2 separate regions of the Mus musculus genome follow, and region 2 is linked to region 1. The links are chromatin contacts, called in public HiChIP or PLAC-seq maps. All regions are on one chromosome and are shown on one strand. The core of a region is the stretch at or near the end of the contact, and the rest is flanking DNA. Distances in the headings are between cores, read along the strand shown. Region 1 overlaps Nkain3 (Na+/K+ transporting ATPase interacting 3). Region 2 holds the start of Nkain3 (Na+/K+ transporting ATPase interacting 3).

What was found. HiChIP or PLAC-seq counts read pairs in DNA pulled down with a chosen protein or histone mark.
Region 2: a contact with region 1 is called in an H3K4me3 HiChIP or PLAC-seq map of neural tube, with 4 times the contacts expected there. The contact joins the promoter of Nkain3 here to the enhancer-like site in region 1. A contact is called at or near these places in 6 of 39 promoter capture datasets (hippocampal neurons, liver, pre-B cells and 1 more), 1 of 484 Hi-C or Micro-C datasets (cortical neurons), 9 of 115 datasets of contacts at active chromatin or transcription factors (SST interneurons, astrocytes, embryonic forebrain and 6 more) and 1 of 9 other capture datasets (liver).

Annotation. Positions count from the first base shown.
Region 1 is chr4:20,457,765-20,464,256 of GRCm38.p6, reverse strand. The region is part of intron 3 of Nkain3 (Na+/K+ transporting ATPase interacting 3); the gene reads left to right. Among named protein-coding and RNA genes, the nearest start is that of Gm11872, 120 kb to the right of the region's middle. Within about 2 kb of position 3,781, at least 13 of the 459 cell types and tissues checked have an H3K27ac peak or open chromatin away from gene starts, as enhancers often do. A contact at or near this core is called in neural tube, where this site is marked.
Region 2 is chr4:20,777,337-20,784,600 of GRCm38.p6, reverse strand. Nkain3 (Na+/K+ transporting ATPase interacting 3) reads left to right here and starts at 5,933. Exons shown (of 6, transcript NM_001290410.1): 1 at 5,933-6,339. The coding sequence starts at 6,286.

The DNA.
Region 1 (6,492 bases), core at 2,532-5,031:
AGCATAGTCTCACAAGAGACAGCTACATCTGGGTCCTTTCAATAAAATCTTGCTAGTGTGTGCAATGGTGTCAGCGTTTGGATGCTGATTATGGGGTGGATCCCTGGATATGGCAGTCTCTACATGGTCCATCCTTTCATCTCAGCTCCAAACTTTGTCTCTGTAACTCCTTCCATGGGTGTTTTGTTCCCAATTCTAAGGAGGGGCATAGTGTCCACACTTCAGACTTCATTCTTCTTGAGTTTCATGTGTTTAGCAAATTGTATCTTATATCTTGGGTACCCTAGGTTTGGGGCTAATATCCACTTATCAGTGAGTACATATTGTGTGAGTTCCTTGGTGAATGTGTTACCTCACTCAGGATGATGCCCTCCAGGTCCATCCATTTGGCTAGGAATTTCATAAATTCATTCTTTTTAATAGCTGAGTAGTACTCCATTGTGTAGATGTACCACATTTTCTGTATCCATTCCCCTGTTGAGGGGCATCTGGGTTCTTTCCAGCTTCTGGCTATTATAAATAAGGCTGCTATGAACATAGTGGAGCATGTGTCCTTCTTACCAGTTGGGGCATCTTCTGGATATATGCCCAGGAGAGGTATTGCTGGATCCTCCGGTAGTACTATGTCCAATTTTCTGAGGAACCGCCAGACTGATATCCAGAGTGGTTGTACAAGCCTGCAATCCCACCAACAATGGAGGAGTGTTCCTCTTTCTCCACATCCTTGCCAGCATCTGCTGTCACCTAAATTTTTGATCTTAGCCATTCTGACTGGTGTGAGGTAGCATCTCAGGGTTGTTTTGATTTGCATTTCCCTGATGATTAAGGATGTTGAACATTTTTTCAGGTGTTTCTCTGCCATTTGGTATTCCTCAGGTGAGAATTCTTTGTTCAGTTCTGAGCCCCATTTTTTAATGGGGTTATTTGATTTTCTGAAGTCCACCTTCTTGAGTTCTTTATATATGTTGGATATTAGTCCCCTATCTGATTTAGGATAGGTAAAGATACTTTCCCAATCTGTTGGTGGTCTTTTTGTCTTACTGACGGTGTCTTTTGCCTTGCAGAAACTTTGGAGTTTCATTAGATACCATTTGTCAATTCTCGATCTTACAGTACAAGCCATTGCTGTTCTGTTCAGGAATTTTTCCCCTGTGCCCATATCTTCAAGGCTTTTCCCCACTTTCTCCTCTATAAGTTTCAGTGTCTCTATAAGTTGCAGTTTTTATCACAATTGCTCTGTAGTTTTTTTCTGTTATTATCCTTTGAAGGGCAGGATTCGTGGAGAGATAATGGGTGAATTTAGTTTTGTCGTGGAATACTTTGGTTTCTCCATCTATGGTAATTGAGAGTTTGGCTGGGAAGGTGCACAGTTATCTGGTGTTTGGACCTCCTCCTGGCTGAGGATGAAGGCCCAAAACAGGATCTTTCCCAGAAGCTGTGTTGCTTTGGCCAGGAAGGTGGCCGGTTGTCTGGAGCTGAAGATGGCGCCGCCTCAGAAGCTTTGTGGCTCTCGCCTGACCCAGAACCGGCTGGCCTCTGTATTCCACACCGTCACCCGTGCAGCCTGCCCTCCGCGGAGTCCTGGAGCCAAGGAGACTCCCGCTGCCGGGGCCTGAGGCACAAACCTCTCGGGCTGGGCGGACTCCTGTGCCAGCCATGCTAATCTTATTTCACCTTTTTAGATAATGAAGGTTAAAACATATCCAAAATACATTTCGGGTATTACATGATTCTGCTATTGCATATTATGTGAAAGCCGTGTTGTCAGTGAAATCCTAACAGTCTTTGGGTCTTTCCCAGGAAACGTGCCATTATGAAGGATGTTAGGAAGTTACATTACTGAGTGTTTCTGAAATGTTATTTGTCTTAGTCAGGGTTTCTATTCCTGCACAAACATGGCGAAGAAACAAGTTGGGGAGGAAAGGGTTTATTCAGCTTACACTTCCACTTTTCCTTTCATCAAAGGAAGTCAGGACTGGGACTCAAGTAGGTCAGAAAGCAGGAGCTGATGCAGAGGCCATGTAGGGATGTTACTTACTGGCTTGCTTCCCCTGGCTTGCTCAGCTTGCTTTCGTATAGAACCCAAGACTACCAACCCAGGGATGGTACCACCTACAAGGGGCCTTTCCCCTTGATCACTAATTGGGAAATCGCCTTACAGTTGTATCTCATGGAGGGATTTTTCTCAACTGAAGCTCCTTTCTCTGTGATAACTCCAGCCTGTGTCAACTTGACAAAAACCAGCCAGCACACTATTTAACTTAATGACATCCAACTGTATGTTGCTACTAAGTTCTTGGGTAACTTTAAATTTTTACCTAATGTTACATAATATACATAATATAGTTTTCACACCTATTATTTGCAATTATGAATGTCTTAGTTAGGGTTATTATTGTTATGATTAAATCCTGTGGGCAACAGTAAATAGGGAGGAGAGAATTTATTTGGTTTACACTTCCACATCACTGCTTATCAGTGGCAGAAGTGAAAACAGAACTGAAGCAGGGCAGGAACCTAGAGGCAGGAGCTGTTGCAGAACCCATAGAGGAGTGCTGGCTACTATCTTCTTTCACTGTTTTGTTGTTAACTCAGGACCAACCATCTAGAGGTGGTCCTACCCACAATGGCCTAGGCCATCCCAATCAATCAGTAATGAAGAAAATGTCCTACAGGGTTGCCTATAGCCTGATGTTATAGAGGCATTTTCTCAATTGCTGCTCCCTCCTCTCTGATGACTGTAGCTTGTGTCAAGTTGACATAAAACTAGCCAACACAGTGAAATTTAAACTAGGTTCCTTTCCTCAATTAGGGAGGTGAAGAGGGTGTTGCTAACTTCAAGTGGAAGAACTCATTTATCTTGCTTAATTATTTAAGATTTTTAAAATAGTATACATTATTCAATGTACTCAGGCGTTAACTACGTTTGCTCTTTTTATTAGTAATTTGCACCTTTTACACTGTCTTACAGCATGATGTTTTGGTCTTTAGTTTCCTGGAGCTTAATTTTTTTGAACTATGTAAAGTGGCAATCTAACATACTTTCCACAGAATCATAACAATAGTACAAATCATGTTTATTGGGTAGACTTGGCACTGATGTATGGTTTTTTATTAAGTAATAAATGTTATAGGACTTGATATAATACAATCATGTGTGACACATTGCTCTTTAAATGAAATTAGTTTGTTTATTGAGTAGAAATAATCTATAATCCAACATCCTCTTCCTCTGTGATTTGGCCTCATACATTCACAGGGTTTTCTTTGTAGGGCTATATTTGAACAAATGTGTTTCAAACATACACATACATGCCTCATTTTGGCTTTATTTTAGTTACTACATTGAACTTTTAATTAAATTAGAATATGTGAGGTAAAACTTTCATTATACAAGTCAGGAAAGAAATCTCTAGTAACAGAGAACTAGCAACTGGTAGGAAGCCAAAATGAATGAACATAAAAAGGCGGGTGATAAATTATGGTTTGATTCAAAACCTACCATCCATCAAAATTAGCCTTCACAGGCAGTCCGGATTTCTGGGTTCCACTGGACAGAGACCTTAATATGACCCATGCAGAGAGAAAGCTGAAAATTCAGATGCTCAAATAAACAAGAGGCTAAAGAACTGGGTTCCGAAGCCTTCAGACAGCCAGGAGTAGTGACAGCCTTAACAGAACGCTGCTGCTTAGATGGAAAAAAGGGCCCAGCTGCTGTCCATCTGCTCCTGCTTTACATTACTAAGGTGTGATGGGGGAGGATGTGATTGTCCCATATGGAGCTACCATCTGCTGCTTTGCCAGGGCAAGGAAGGGTCTGGATTAGAGGTCTAACTGGTTACACAAACCCAAGTCTTTTCAAAAAAGATTCAATGTAGCCTGAAAAGATGGAGACAACTGAGGTCATCCTGAAACTCAGTCTGGCCATTCTCACTAATGAACAGTACAGGCCCTCATGAATGATTAGACACCTGGTTAAATTCTTATTAGACCCTTGATGGTAGTTTTCAGATGCATTGATATCCTGTACCACCCAGCCCTACAGCAGGTATCTGCCACTACGGTCTTGAACACATTGAATCTCCCCACATCTTCTAACACTTGAAGGTGATGGATGCACTGTGTTTGAAAATCACTGTATATGGGTAACCAAAGTGTTTGTATAGTATCATCTTCTGGAGTTGCACTTCCCTTTCCTACAAAACCTAGGAAACTAAATCAATCAAGTTGTTAAGTTGTTCTTAACTTAAATTTTTTAAAATTGAATGAAATAATACTATGTGGAGATTAGGAAAGACCTAAACATATCATGAGGTCTCAGGAAATGATGGTTCTTTATTGTTATCATGGTCATCTTTATAAATTTGGGACAAATTAATAGAGATTATTCACCTTGAAATCCTTTGGGGCATATATTTATTAGTCTGCAAGAGCTACCCAATGTAAATTTGTAGGACTAAGTGGTTTAGGGAAGTGTTAAACAGCCTTTTGATAGGATCTCAGTGCTGCACATTAACTTCTCAGGTGCATTGCTGTTAGCTAAATCCTTCCCTTCAACAGATAAACAGCTTCTTGATATAATCTGCAGGCAGGTGTTCTCTGTGATCTTTCTGCTCCCACTTGAAGTACATCAAACATCTTTGAGAGCCTCTGTGGTTGTTTGTATGTCTTTTGTTTTCTAGATTAACAGGGAGACAATTAATAACTTAATGCCACTTCTTTGAAATTTGAAGATTTGAAATAATTTTTCTCCTGAGGAATATATTCAGAACATAAATGCAAAACCCTTTCCCATTTTCTATCACATCCTTGAATCACTAGAGTCCTGGACCCTGGAATAGGACAGCAAGGGAATGAAGAAAGGAAAGATACACAGACAGAGAAATGCTTGAATTGGGTGGTTTGTCCACTCTAATGGAAACATGTCTCTCAATATACACACATGGACAAGAGGAAGGATTTTTCAATCCCTCTGTACCGAGGAAAAGTTTTGCCATTCCCATTAGGCTGAAGCACAGAAGTCCTTGACATTACTCTGCTTGTGGTAACACATGCATTTACTCAGGATTTCACACAATCTCTACAGTTTTCTACATTAATAAATACTGGAAGTTGTGAGTTACAGTGAGAACATGAGTTGTAGTGCTTTTTTTTATTCCAAAACAATTAGGCTGGTATTTTAATAATATCTTTTAAAGTTTTTTTCCCAGAATTCTACAAATATTAATCTAATATTTATTCTAAATGAGTTTTCTTGAGGCATACAATACTAATATATTATCTTAGAGAATGTCAAATGTATCATGTTTTCACAGAATTCTGAATGCATATTACTTTCTGTGGACATCAATTTAGTCATAAAAAAGGGCAATTCTATGAAAATTTATCCAATCTTAATTATGAGCTTGGATCAAAAGCCTTCTAAAATGCTCCAAGAACAGGATTGAACTAACTCATCATGGCCTGCTTCATACAGGTGCTATGTTTGTGTCCTTACCTCCAGAATAGAAATTATCTGCATTTTAGAGATAAGGGACCTTGATGAGAGGATACTGCCTTGCACATGTGCAATATCGGAGTGTCAGGCTTAATGGCCCCATCACCCTTCATTGTAATCCACACAGAAGAAAACCTATATGCAATTGTTTCTCACTGACTTGTTCCACCTCACTTTTTTGGTTATTAGAATTTTAGTTTTTAAAGAAATGTAAACTGCTTTTTCCCTAAAGACAATAATAGTACTTTTTTGAGTGTCATTTTACATAAGCTGACAGGGTTGCTCATGAGAGTCTTCGGTTAAATCCTCACATACATAGTCCCCTTGAGCAGCCTGGGGCCTCAATGAATTCATTCTCAAGGCATATTGTCAATGGTCGATTTCCTATGTGTTACTCAGTAAATTATTTTTCTTGGTCAAGATTTGCTTTCCTCCAAGGCTAGATTCTTCAGGATGGATAATCAAGACTGATTATCTGCCCAGGAGACATTTCATGGCAAACAGTTCCCCATCACTTTCATGGCTTACAGTCCAAAGAAAGAACTTAAGCCATATCTTTCCCTTTGGTGTGGGAACCAGTGCCTGGAATGCCTGAAAACAAAATGGGCAACACCTCTGTTCAGTGAGGGGCTTGATTCTTCTTGGACCTATTCCTCAGTAAAGAAAGGTTAAACATAGTTTTCTAAACTTCATCAAATACCAGCATTTTTATGATTGTTATTATACAAGGACACCCTAATGTTGTTATTGCACTGATATGCAGAAATCACAAACTTCCATTTGCTATTACAATCATGAGTAATAGCAAGGGTTGTAAATTAGAATTCTGTTATAATCTCATATTTTTTATCAAAGTTCAATTAAGTCTTTCTCACTAGAAGGAGGATATACTATTTGTTGTAACTATTGGAGCTCTTTCACATGTCTTATGATTAGAGACTACATTAAAAAAGGTCTATGCAAATATCCTCCTGACTCACTCTCCACATGGGAAA
Region 2 (7,264 bases), core at 4,684-7,183, 320 kb before region 1:
TCTAGGTACCATGAATTGGTGACCTAAGTAAATCTAACCAAATGTTTATTTTGAGGCTTTATGGAAAGACTGAGACAAAAATTAAAATACAAGCAAATTATAGGGAAGAAGATTCCTAAAAGCACCTTAGAGAGAGGGAGGAGAATGCAGGTTCACAAAGGGGAGGGCTCAGCTCATGGAAGTTGGATTATACGACACATCACCACTGTGGGCACCAACTCTGAGAAACTTCAGTAGTTTGATATTCCTAAGAATTGAATCTTACTGCATATGTATCAAAAGATATCAAAAGTCGGCCATCACTGGAAAGAGAGGCCCATTGGACATGCAAACTTTATATGCCCCAGTACAGGGGAACACCAGGGCCAAAAAAATGGGAATGGGTGGGTAGGGAAGTGGCGGGGAGGGTATGGGGGACTTTTGGGATAGCATTCTAAATGTAATACATAAATACATAATAATAAAAAATATTAAAAAAAAAAGAATTGAATCTTAGGCTTCAAGCCCCTTGGCAAGCGCCTTACATTTGTAAGCTAGGTAGCCCAGTCTCCAGTTGCAAGAGTACTTTGAAAACTCCTATATCTTCTACTGGTCTTATGGATAATCTCTTACCACATCAGGAGTATTTTCTTAAGAGTCCACATAGCTAATTTATTTACATGTCAGATGCTTTCCCTCACCGATCATGCTACTCCTAGGAACTGAAGTTTGGCTTGGATGTGAGATACTGGTGCTAACAGGAGGAAGCTGAATATTTGTGCAATTAACTTGTAAAAATAGAGGAGTGAGGATAGGGTTGTGGAACATCTACTACAGGCCCCCACTGGATTCATCTACTATGAATGCTTTTTGGATATACCCACTACCAACCCCTATTGGATGCAGCTACTGGACGCTGTCTTTTTTTTTTTTCCCCCCCTGGACGCTGTCTTAAAGCCTTGCCTTCACTGGCTTTGTTGCTTGGTCATATGATTTGTGCATTTTCTTCTCTGATAAAGTAGCAGAGGGTTAACCACACACCTGATACCTATATTCAGAGGTATTGGTTGTTTTTAAACCAGAAGTTGGATTTGGGTACAGTCTTGCTTTTTATTTTAATAAATAAATCTTTGCATTCAGTTACAATAAAATAATTGAGCTTCATTTACATATTTTTTTTCTCTCTCTCTCTCTCAAAAAATCCATCAGTTTTTCACTGCCTCTCAACATAGGCACATTACAAAAAATACACTGGTTGAAAAAATCATGTAGAAACATGCTCTGTTATGCTGAGTCAGACTTCTTTCTCATGCCCCCACAGCATTGCTGAAGGCATTCTCTGGCTCTCAATGCAAAGGGAGCCCTTCATAGATACAGTTTTGCTTCAAATGCTACTTCTCTTACCCAGAATATATTTTGAAATGAACAAAAGATATTTGCTTTCACAAAATGCTTCATCAGATAAAAACAAACCTTCATAAACAGGTTTCCGTTTACTCCTGTGATCTGTGGATTACCTTGGATTCAATTTTTTTATACATTTTAAAATAAAGCATAATCAGTTTACTTTCTTCCTTGACGTTCCTCTCTCCAGCCCCTTCCAAGTCTCTTCCTCCAACTCCTTCCATTCCACTTTATTTTCAAATCGATGCCCCTTTTTGATTATTGTTACATATATATAACCCAGCTTGTGTATGTGCACATGTATATTTATGGATAATATACAAAACTATATAAAAACAATCTGCTCGGCAACACCCCGTTTGTGTGTGTCTGAGTGTATATACGGTTTCATCACGGAGGACTTTATTTTAGACAACCAATTAGGGACTCATTTCAGAGAAAGGCTAATTCTTCTTCTCTTGACAGCCATTAGTTATTATATCACAGTGCAGTTTAAAAGAAATGATTGCCCATTCTCTTGTTACTAATTTACTCACCTTGCACTCTCATTTAAGAACATAGAAGGACATAATGCTTTTTTTCTCTCTCTAATTTTAGTGGTTGTTTAAAACTTTTCAATTAACTGACTAAAAATGCTTAATGGCACAGTGAGTGAATTAGAGCATACATAGAACATGCACTATATACAGAGATTTAGCAAGACCTTGGATTCTACCTTTTAAATCAAATAGAGAAAACCAAACATTTTAAAACACAAGAAAAAATAGAATAGTTTTCACTATGAATTATAGGTTTATGTTAATGATTTTAAAAACATAAGAGAAATAGTATGTTTTTGTGTACTTGTCTAATTATTTAGGATTTTATATATATTAAAAGAGTAGGGAAGAAAAATGATAGCTATGATGGTTTTAATGAAAATGGCCCCCATGGACTCATATATTTTCATCCTTAGTCCCCAATTGGTAAACTGTTAGTGAAAGATTAAGAGTTGTTGCCTTGTTGGAGGTGTTGTGTCACTGGGAGTAAGCTTAGAGGTTTCTAAAGCCCATGGACAGGCCCAGTGGTTCCCACCTCCCCCCACCCCCACTCCCTTCTATGCCCATTGTCTGTGCATCAGGGTGTAAAGCTCTCAGTTAAAGCCTGCTTTCACACTGCCACGTTCCCTGCCATAAGGATCAGGGAATAACCCTCTGAAACTGCAAGAAAATTCTGATTAAATGCTTTATTTTGTAAAAGTTGCCTTGGTCATGGTCTCTCTTTACTGTAATAGAACAGTGGCTAAGACAATAACTAAAATGATTTTCATGTGCAACTTATTTAGAATTGTAAGTCTCCATAATACACCCAACACATTTTACATTGCTATTTTGCATTTTTAAGTACGTATTTCAGATTCCAGAGAGTATTACAAAAAATTATGAAGAGCGTGTAAGAGTTGAAAGGAAACTTCAGAATTGCATCTTTATTTAAGGAGAAACAGGAAATCAGTGTCTCACATTAAATACTCTAATTCTGAGAAATTTGAGAGTCCAAATGATATTACAAGCATGACAACCCACACCTGATTTTCTGTTGTAGTCGAAGCTTGAGCACACTTAAAAATTGCCTGTAGATTTTATGTCTAAGATGTATATGAAAGATAACAGAATCTCATATTTAGAATTGAGTCTTATCCCTTAAGTATCTTGTTTATGAAAATATTCACCAATGCCTTAGGTCCCAAGATTCTCAAATAACTGCAGCTCAGTTAAGGAATACAGGAATCAGCACTGTCAGATCTGGCTTTTTGTGTGTTGTTGTCCCCTCACATGCCTTTTTACTTTCAAAGCTTATAGTAGTAGGGGAGAAAGAATTAGAGCTTCTTAAAGGAGCACTATCCAAAAAAAATTAAGATAGAAGAAAAAATAAAGAAACAAATGAACAGCAATAAAAAATCTCTGTACATATGTACACAAATTCATTTGATAACTGCTATGGCCTCAACTAGGGATTTCTAGCATCATTCAGAAGAAAAGAAGAAAGGATGCAAAGAAGAAGAACTAAAGCATCATGCACCCTCCAGACTTGTTATTACAGTTGCTTTGTTTTTACAAATGCACTTAAAATCAATGCATTTTCAAACACTTGAATTATACAAAGAAGAATTTGCAAGCTGGGTCTCTTAGGAGATAAGTCAGAAGCACAGGGGGCTTCAGGTTTTCTCAGAACATTCCACCTGCTAACACTGTGTCTGGGGACTAGACTAGTGCAAGTCACGACAGCTTCTTCTGAGAGAGGACTTTCTCCACATTGTATACAAGTGCTTCTGTGCCCTAAGTTTTAATGACAGCCAGGAGACTGAAGTCCAGGGGCTTTCAAGTCATTTGACCGACTTTATATTCTTGTGCCTCCCTGTGGTCATCAGAGCACTCTCTCTACCTGAATCCACAGTTGTCCCTGAACCTATATCAGTGGGATTGGTGTTGGGAGTCAAAGGAGTGAATATGCATAGAGAAGGGTGGTACCTGGGATTTTACAAACAATGGTGTGTGTTTAGTTGTTGTGTAGTGCTTCATAAATCAATGAATTAAATCACAAAGAAAATACAGACAGACTTTCCTGTGTCTGTTTCTGCAACCATTTACTTCAGCTACCAGAGGGGCCAATGGCTAAGACTACAGGGAAAGATTTGGAAAAAGAAAACTATTTATTTGTCAGTGTGTATTTTTTTTATGGATTTCATTCATCAGTGATGGCCATGAATGCATTTTCTGTATATCTCATAGTCCTTGACCATGGATGCGTTTTTTTTGTTGTTTGTTTGTTTGTTTGTTTCTAGACAGGGTTTCTCTGTGTAGCCCTGGCTGTCCTGGAACCCACTCTGTAGACCAGGCTGGTCTCAGACTCAGAAATCCACCTGCCTCTGCCTCCCAAGTGCTGGGATTAAAGGTGTGCACCACCACTGCCCGGAGATGATGGATGTCTTAAAGTTAGGATAGAAAACAAAACAAAACAAAACAAAACAAAACAAACAAACAAACAAAAACCCCCACTTCTGACTACACTTGCCCCTTCTCACATGAATGAACAGGAGTTTCAAGAAACATTGTTTTTTGACTTTTTTTAATAGCCATTTGAGTTACTCTTTTGTACTTACTATAATTTCAGAGATGCCATGAGTAGATTTTTCCTTGGAACAATGTTGTCCACATTAGAAATAAAATGTATGTTGTAGGAATTACAAAGAGCAGGACATAAAATTGCAAGAGAAACAAAAATCCAAAACTAATGTCTGAATGGGTTAAATACATACTCTTGCCTTTTCTCTCTTTATAGACCAGGGTATCCTTGAACTCAGAGAGATCAGCCTACTTACGCCTCCAGAGTGCTAAGAGGCAAGAGACACTTGACCTAGCCTTCACTTTTTCTTAACTTATAAACCAAGAATCTACCAGGAGAGCAGCAATAGGTTAAAAACCGTGTTTCCAGCCTTGTTCCTCTTTGGACTCAATTTGTCAAGGGTTTATTTTTGATTCTTTTCTTTTCTTTTTCTTTTTCTTTTTCTTTCTTTTCTTTTCTTTTTTTTTCTTTTTCTTTTTTGGTTTTTCGACTTATTCCTGATTCTTGAGGAGTGATTTAGCTACAGAACTCCTGGGCTCTGCTCTGTTCATGTGAGGGTAGTCAGTTTCTTTAGAATTCGTGGAGAGTTTGTTTGGTATCTTAAGTAACTAGAATTAGGTTTTACTTCTAGGCTCCTCTCACTTTTTCTCTGTCCAACTTCTTATTTGTGTTTATTCTAGAAATATCTCATTATTATTAAAAGGCCCTGTCTTTTCCTTGTCAGTGTCTCTATGAAGACTCCCAAGGCACTCCAAATTAAAGCCTTAAGTCAGTTTGAGCAGTGTGTCTAGTCTCTGGGCTCTTGGGGGAACATTAAGCTCTGCTGTGACCCTAGGCAACTTTTCCTAGAAGATTCCAGCAGGGGCGCCTGGTGCGAAAAATGTCATCTCCGCTGACCTGGGACCCAGAGTCTTGGGTTGAGACCCTTATTGATTGAACCACCTCTTAGCGCCATGCCAGTGGCTCAGTCCACTGCCCTACCTTGGCCATTCATTATGTAGAGTGCTTTCACGTTGAGTTCCAAGTCTCTTGGTCCTTCCTCCCCACACACCAAACAGAACATGTACCTCTCCAGGGCAGCGTGGGTAAACCTAGCTCCAGGTTTTGCAGTAGCTTTCACCCACTCCTCACACCCAGAAAGAAAACCTACAGCTTATGACTCCACAATTGCTCCGTGAGCCTAGGCTTCAAATCCCTGGGGGCCTCCCAGATTCAAGCTCATTCACATTCAATCTCATCCTCCCACAGTCTCTTTCTCTCTCCCCAGACTCCTAACAAGACAAGACGATCCTCCCCAGAGGCGCTCTCTTTCATTCATCCCCTCCCAACTCACACACACACACACACACACACACACACACACACACACACACACACACACTCGCGTGAGCACACACTCTCACACACCGACCCAGACAGCCCACCGCACTTTCCAGACACCCACCTCCTGCATACTCCCCTCCCCTAAAAGACATTCACCCACTCACCAGCTGTAGCCTCTTCCATCCCCCGCCCTCCGCCCGGCTCCCCCTCCTCAAGAAGCCGACCCTCGCGCTAGGAGGTAGGGACCCCTGGCAGACGCACTGCACGGGCGCGCCGCGCTGACCTCCGCCCGCCCTGCACGCAGATTAACAAAGGCGACAGCGAGCCCCAGTCCGAAAGCAGAAAGCCGGCCGCGGGGTCCGGAGCCTGCGCCCGGTCAGTCGGGGAGAGAGCCGCGCGGGCTGCTCTGAAGTCGCAGGATACAGCCGGAGCTGCCAGATCTCTCTCAAGCGGCGCTGCTGGGACGCTGGCCGCACCATGGGCTGCTGCACCGGGCGCTGCTCGCTGGTCTGTCTCTGCGCACTGCAGCTGGTAAGTGCCCAGTGCGTCCGGGTCTGGAAACAGCCCGCTTTTCGGACTGGCTTGTAGGGCTCTGTCCCTGGATCCGAAGCTCCCGGCTAAAGACCGGTGAGCCGGCAGAGCGCATCAGAGGGATCCCCCACCCTCTCTGTCCCTTCCAGGTTATCTGTGCCTCCCGCCTGGTAGCTCTTGCCCGCAGGAGGGCGCGGTCTCACTTCTGGTCCCACGCGCTTGGGTTCACTGCGCCCCCACCCGGCATCGCCACGCGGTCGGGGGCAGCTGGGGTGGCGTTCCAGGAGAGAGCATTTTCCCCGCCCCTCTCTTGGACACCTAGCGTGTGCATCCTCTGCAATTCTGCTTAAGTTATGCCTGGGTTTGGAGCTTGCTCTTATTGGGACGGTTTTCTGGAGATAGGTTCTTGTTTGGTTAGAAGGTGCTTGAGGGCAGCTAGTTACTGAGAGAGCTACAATCTCACCTCTCTTTCAGTATCTGGAAGGCGATCGTAGAGGAGTGGAGTACTCCAGGAACATGTGGTTGTGCTTGGGAACCACAAGTTCAGCCTCTGCCTTTTCAGTTCCTCTTTTGATTTTCTTGAAATGCTGCGTGCTCAGGATGCGACGGACTGACAGCTGTCTTTGGGGAGTGAACAGAGCAAAGAAGGGAACCCGGCTTCTGTTTGGCTTGGCCCCTTGCCCAGGGAGTGAGTGGAATAGGAAGTTGGAAATCAGGGTGCAAAGATAAAAGACCTTTCTGATTCTATGCAAATACTCTGGGTCCTATTGTCATTAGGATTGATTCTGTGGTCTGTTTCGTGGTTACCAGAAGTCAAGGCTGCAATCTCCTGTGCTAGACTTTTGTGAGTGAGATTCATAGTCTTTTTTTTTTTTTTCCCTCCTAGTTCAGGGAGCAGACCTTGTAGGCTCCCCGCGGCACTTCC